Linked DNA regions of Sus scrofa: region 2 is linked to region 1. The links are chromatin contacts, called in public HiChIP or PLAC-seq maps. All regions are on one chromosome and are shown on one strand. The core of a region is the stretch at or near the end of the contact, and the rest is flanking DNA. Distances in the headings are between cores, read along the strand shown.

The links. HiChIP or PLAC-seq counts read pairs in DNA pulled down with a chosen protein or histone mark.
Region 2: a contact with region 1 is called in an H3K27ac HiChIP or PLAC-seq map of alveolar macrophages. The contact joins the enhancer-like site here to the promoter of SUV39H2 in region 1. A contact is called at or near these places in 2 of 5 promoter capture datasets (fetal liver and liver), 5 of 47 Hi-C or Micro-C datasets (epiblast stem cells, fetal heart ventricle, heart right ventricle and 1 more) and 2 of 2 datasets of contacts at active chromatin or transcription factors (alveolar macrophages and skeletal muscle).

Annotation. Positions count from the first base shown.
Region 1 is chr10:46,898,471-46,901,311 of Sscrofa11.1, forward strand. SUV39H2 (suppressor of variegation 3-9 homolog 2) reads right to left here and starts at 1,423. Exons shown (of 5, transcript NM_001039747.1): 1 at 1,388-1,423.
Region 2 is chr10:47,194,421-47,197,522 of Sscrofa11.1, forward strand. The region is part of intron 1 of FAM107B (protein FAM107B); the gene reads left to right. Among named protein-coding and RNA genes, the nearest start is that of FAM107B, 55 kb to the left of the region's middle. Within about 2 kb of position 1,516, at least 15 of the 83 cell types and tissues checked have an H3K27ac peak or open chromatin away from gene starts, as enhancers often do. A contact at or near this core is called in alveolar macrophages, where this site is marked.

The sequences.
Region 1 (2,841 bases), core at 173-2,672:
GAGAGAACACAGCTGTTCTTACTACGTCCTCACCCTCCCCAACTCACACAGGCACCTCACCGTCAGGAACCGTGAAGTAGGGTTCGTAATTCCAGACCAAGAAAGTGAAAGGAATTGTTCTCTTCAAAATTTAGGGCTAAGAGTGTGCTTGTTTTGGAGTGTTGGCTTGGACGTAGGGGAATTTGGCAGAACAGAAACGACCCTTTAAATCCTTTCACTGAAAAAGCTTCAGGAAGTTTTGCGTCAAGATAACCTCCTTATGCTGATGGCATGCAAAGGACCTTCCTCTGGATTATCTACCCAAGGTATGTTTGTCTGCTGTTCCTACCATTGTTATCTAGTCGGAGTACTATGCAGATTCAAGACACAAGCCTCGACAGAAATGCTATGTTTGAGAACGACTGGAACCTAAAAAACCTGCAAACTCCTGGTAACAATTCGGATCGCCTCTAATAAGATAGGGAAAGAACTCCTTTATAAGATTAAACGTTTCGCGACCACCCCCAAAACTTGAGTTCACACTAACCCCTAGTGGCAGACACGCTGGGGGGCAGTGAGTCCACGATCTATGCCGAGAAGCGCAGTGCTGGAAACACCTTTCAGGTTCCAGAAGGCATTGAAAGTTCCAGTCTTTCAGCGCGCGCACAAATACACGTTCAGCACCGAGCTCCTTGGCGTCCACCTCATTAATTCCCACGCAAGCTCCCGCCGGGGAGAACTCTTCCCCATGAGCCGGAGGCCACAACCTCCGAGACCCACTTCCTGGGATGTTCCCAACTGGGAGCGGAAGCCCCCCAGTAAGTCCAAAATGGGGTGTACCCTCACTTCTTTCCTTTCTCAGCCTCCACACCTCCGCCCCGACTACTCCTCTCCTCGGATACTGAGGTCACACCTACACCACCGGAGGCCTCCCGCTCCCCAGTTCAAAAACCGGCCCGGACCGCGAACCGTCCCGCTCAAAGCAGCACAAAGGAGTCGAGCCCCCCGTGTGCCCACGGACCTCGAGCCGCGCAGGGATCCGCCGGAGCCGTTCGAACGCCTCCGCACCGCGGCCGGGCCGGGGCCCATCTCGGGCCCGAACGGCAGCGGGACCCAGACCGCCGAGTCCGCGAGCCGGCAGCGGGGCGTGCGGGCCTGGCCTCGCGGGGGCCGGGCGCGGGAGGAGACTGCGGGCCGCGGGCGGGCCGAGCCGCGAGGAGGGTCAGGGGCCCGGGGCAGGGAGGGGCCCGCGGCGCGCGTGTAGGGGCCGCCGCGTCAGCCGCGCGGCAGGAGGCTTCCTGTCCCGTCGCGCTCCGGCCCGCCCGCGCGTCCCGGCCCCGCTTCCCCGGCCTCGGGAGTTTGCCTGGAGGACGGGGGACAGTGCGGGGCGCCGCTCTCCAGCCCTCACCTCCTCGCGCCTCGGCCCCGGCCGCCGCCATCTTGAGGAGCTTTCATTCAAACTGGCGCGGTCGGACGGGATAGCTCAGCTGGCCGACGCCCCGCCCCCGCCCGGCCCGCGCGGGACTCGGGGGCCGGGGCGGGGGGCTAGAACCCGCGAGGCGTCCTGACGTCAGCCGAGGCCGACTTGTCTGGGACAGCCAGCGCGCCTGCGCCCCACGTTGTCTCCCCGTGTGCGGAGGGGCGGGGCAAACTGGCCGGAGAGCAGCCCGTGGCCGGAATACCGGAGTGTAGGGCTGGGTCAGCGGCCACCTGCCCTGATCTGCCTAGTTTAGCGCCTAATTCAAGGCACTTACCACAGGCTTTCCTACAGTTGTTAGTTCTTTTCCATGGTGCTACTGATACACACCGTGCAAAATTTCAAACGCAGAGCGGAGCTACAAAGTGCAGAGTACGTTTCCTTCCCGTACCTGTTCCTTAGCCACCTGAGCCCTACTAGCCACTGTTACGTTTCCTTCCAGGCTACTCCTCCAGATCACAGTTTCTCAAAATTGGCTGCACGTTGGGATTCCTTGGAGGTTTGGGGTTTTTTTGGTTCCATTCGCAGAAATTTAATAGGCAAAAGGTGTACCCGGAACATTGGAGTTTTTAGAGGTCCCCAGGTGATTCTAAATGTGGAATTTGAAACCTCTGGTCTAGAACAGTGCTTCTCACACTCGAATGGGTACAGGAATCATCTGAACATCCTGGTGTTTTTGTTTGTTTTGCCTTTTTTTAGGGCCACACCTGGGGCATATGGAAGTTCCCAGGCTAGGGCTCAAGTCGGAGCTCCAGCTACAGCACATTTCGCAGCAACAGGGATCCTTTACTCACTGAGCAGGCCAGGGATTGAACCACATCCTCATGAATACTGGTTGGGTTAGTAACCCGCTGAGCCGTAATGGGAATTCCCTGGGCATCTCGTTAAAATGCAGATTCGAATCAGGTATGTCTGGGTTGGAACCTGAGGTTCCGCGTTTATGACGAGCCCCCAGGCTACGCCCCATGCCTGTGGGTAGGCTGTAAGATGCCAAGTCCTACAGGTCCTTTGCTAGGACCTAACTGGTCTCCACTCCCACCCCGCCCCCGTCCATTCTACACACTGCGTCCATGGTAATTGTACTGCACGATCTGATGCGGAAATCTGAGACTAGTAAATTGCGAAAGTTCCGCAGAAAGCTGTTTAATGTCTACCAACGATTTTTAAAAGAAATTTAAGTAAAACACAAAATTAGTTCAAAGCAGCCTTTATGTTTGAAATGTTGGAAATAAACGCAGAACATTAAAGGAATTAATTTGTTTGATTATGTTATTAAATACTATCTAGTCAATAAAACATGTTTATGAGGACTTTGCTATCATGGTGAAGTGTTTAATATATCAAGCAAAAGAAAGAGCTATAAAATACAGTTTCAACTGCGTAAG
Region 2 (3,102 bases), core at 266-2,765, 300 kb after region 1:
TTTGAATGAGGAGGAAAACTTTTATTTCGCTTCTGTAGGATCTGGATTATGGAGGATGTATCTCTTCATCACTCAAGTGATTCTCTCAGGCTTCTGTGGGAATATGTAAATTTTTGAAACCTTGATTATTTTCCAATTAACAGTGAGCTCCCTCCCATTTCAGTGATGATGAAAGCTCCGATGCTTTTCAGGCCTTGTGGCACCTGACACCTGCTGGTTGAAAAGCAGGTACCTTGTTTCTAGGTTTTTTGTTTTTTCTCTGTTCCTTGTTTGCCACATAGGTTGCTGTCATTTTCCCCCGATTCTTATTTCGAGTTTTCCTCCACCTGTGACTGTACCTGGAGAAACTCAGGGCTCTTTTTTGTTTTCCTGGGACTGCAAGACAGCCTGTGGGAAAAGTGAAGGCTTGGTGTCTTAGATTGACAAGCCTCTGGAGGGAACTGAATGCATGTGTGGGGTTCAAGCAGAAAAAGGGAAGAGTCAGTTTAGTTGACTCCCCAACGCAGAGCCCACACCTCCTACAAATGTGTATACGTTTGAACTTTTGCCAAAAATCCCCTTAGTTTACAAAGGGAGCTTTTTGTGTACAAGGGAAAGCTCAAGGCTGAAAGGGTTTCCATTAAAAAGTCCCTGGTCTTTGTTGCTTGTGTTGCTTTCGTTCCTGATGCTGTGAGCACTGAATATGTTTCAGAAATTAGCATTGCTCTAGTTTCCCTTTCAGCTCTGAAGCCTAGGTGGGGAGCAGTTGGCCTCACCCCGAGGAGCCCCAGGAGCCCCTTGGAGGGAGGTTGGCGTGCCTTTGAGGACAGTTGAATTGAGGATGTGTCCTAGCGGCTCGGGCTGCTATATCAAACTATCATAGACTTGGGTGGGTTAAACAACAGAGGTTCATTTCTCACGGTTCCCTTATTGGAAGTCTGAGATGAGGGTGCTGGCTGAGTGGATTCCTGGGGAAGAGGCTCTTCTTGGCTTAGGGACAGCAGCCTTCTTACTGTGTCCTTGTGTGGTGGCGGGGGTGGGGAGCGCCAGCTCTGCTGTTTCTTCCTTCTAAAGGACACTAATCCCATCCTGGGGGCCCCACCCTCATGACCTGGTCTAATCCTAGCCATTTCACAAAGGGCCCACCCACCTCCACGTACTGTCACATTGGGGGATGGGGCTTCAACCTACAGAGTTTGGGAGGACACATTCCACCCACAACAGTCTGTGTGTGGCAGAGTGACGATCTCCCTAACAGCCACTGGCCCACCCCGATGCTGCGTCCACCCTTTCCCAGAATCCTTTGTTGGTCTGGTGATAACATGACACAGCTCTGCCCAATGAGGTGTGGGAAGGGGGCTTCTGGGCGTGGCCTCCCTTCCTGGTAAAGAGACCTGGGTGGGCAGGGGCGGGGACGGGAGATGCTTTCCTCGTCTGCCTTTCCTCTTGGAGGTGCTGGGGCTGCTGAGGCCGAGCATTGAGAAAGCCTGCTGATCCCTAACGCAGCCTTGCACAGCCTGACACCACCCTCGTGTGAGAGGTGACAGTGAGCCCTCGTGGTTGCAGCTGCTTTTAGGCACGGGTTTCCTGGGGCCAGAGCGTCCTCCCTGATGGAGTCACAGGGCAGAACATTCACCTTTGGTAGCAGGAAGGAGGAGCAATCAGAGGAAGACCTTATGCCTGAGACCAGCCAGGCTTCCCACCTTCAAAGTGTACATGTCACACGCTGGGTGGCGGGCCTGTCCTCTCCACCAGCCCAAGTCCTGTGCGACAAGGGAGCACATCTCCCTTCTCCCTAGCACTTTAGGGTCTAACCCAAGGCTCGCACGTAGGAAGGACACTCTTCATTAAGGGATGGACACTCCTGGTTCTGGTCGGTCTGACAATAGTTGGCTTCATAATGCTGTCTTGATTCTAGTGTTCTCCTTACTGGCTGTTTGTTGTTCAGGGAAAGTCCCCAGAGTCTCCAGAAGAGGGATAAGTGGGAATAACAGACTTGAATTCGGGGGACTTGGGCCGTGCCAGTAGCTGCTCTCTGGGGTTTAGTTAGAGCCAGACAATCCCCAGACACCAGGATGGGCACGTGTCCCAATCCTCATGACAGTTTCTCACTGTGGAAGCAGAAGCCAAGTAAGAGTCAACTCATGTTCTTGTAATTATGAAACATGTTCACCATTCAGAAAAACACCATCGTGTCTGTCACGAAGACCTCTTTCAGAGTTGAAAATGACGTTTTCCAGACAAATTCTGACTGTGCCCTATTTCAGGAGTGAAATAGTTAAGTGAGTGAGAGTCAGAGCACCTTTTTTTTTTTCATAGAAATAACCCAATTTGGCCCATAGTATGGCTGAGATATAGCACATGTGAGATGAAAAGTTGTAAAATGTAGGATATCTGGCTGTCATTTTACCAGTAGGGGAAGCAGACCCAGGGAAGTTATGAGTCAGGATTTAGGTTTGGGGACCTTTTCTTTCCTTTTGTTTTTTTTTTGCTTTTTAGGGCTGTATCCATGGCATACAGAAGTTCCCAGGCTAGGGGTCTAATCGGAGCTACAGCTGCCAGCCTACACCACAGCCACAGCAATGCAGGGTCCAAGCTGTATATTCGACCTATACCACAACTCACAGCAACCCTGGATCCTTAATCCACTGAGCGAGGCCAGGGATCAAACCTATATCCTCATGGATGCTAGTCAGGTTCATTTTCCCTGAGCCGCAGTGGGAACTCCTGGGGACCTTTTTTTTTGAGGTTCTTTTTTCTCTACCTCATCTTGCTAGTGACTTATTAAGACAAAAGAGCCTTGAATCTCATTAGTCAGCAGCCACCAGGGAGGGATGTATAATTGTAGAGATTTGGTTCATTGAGCTTCTGCAGGAGGGCCAGTGGAACCTGGAAGAACATTGGGATTCTCTTGGAAAAGCAGAGTTGGGTTTGCACTTGAAGGTGGGGTGAGAGAGATGGGGCCAGACCTGGGGTGGATGTGATCAAGAAGCGGGCACAACCCAGTGATCGGGTATCTTAATTTTTATTAAGGGAGGTGGAACTTCAAGTGGGGTTAGAGTGTCACTTGGTGAAGAATCAGCAGTCACAGGTTAGTGAGAAAAAGGGAACGTCCGTTCATTT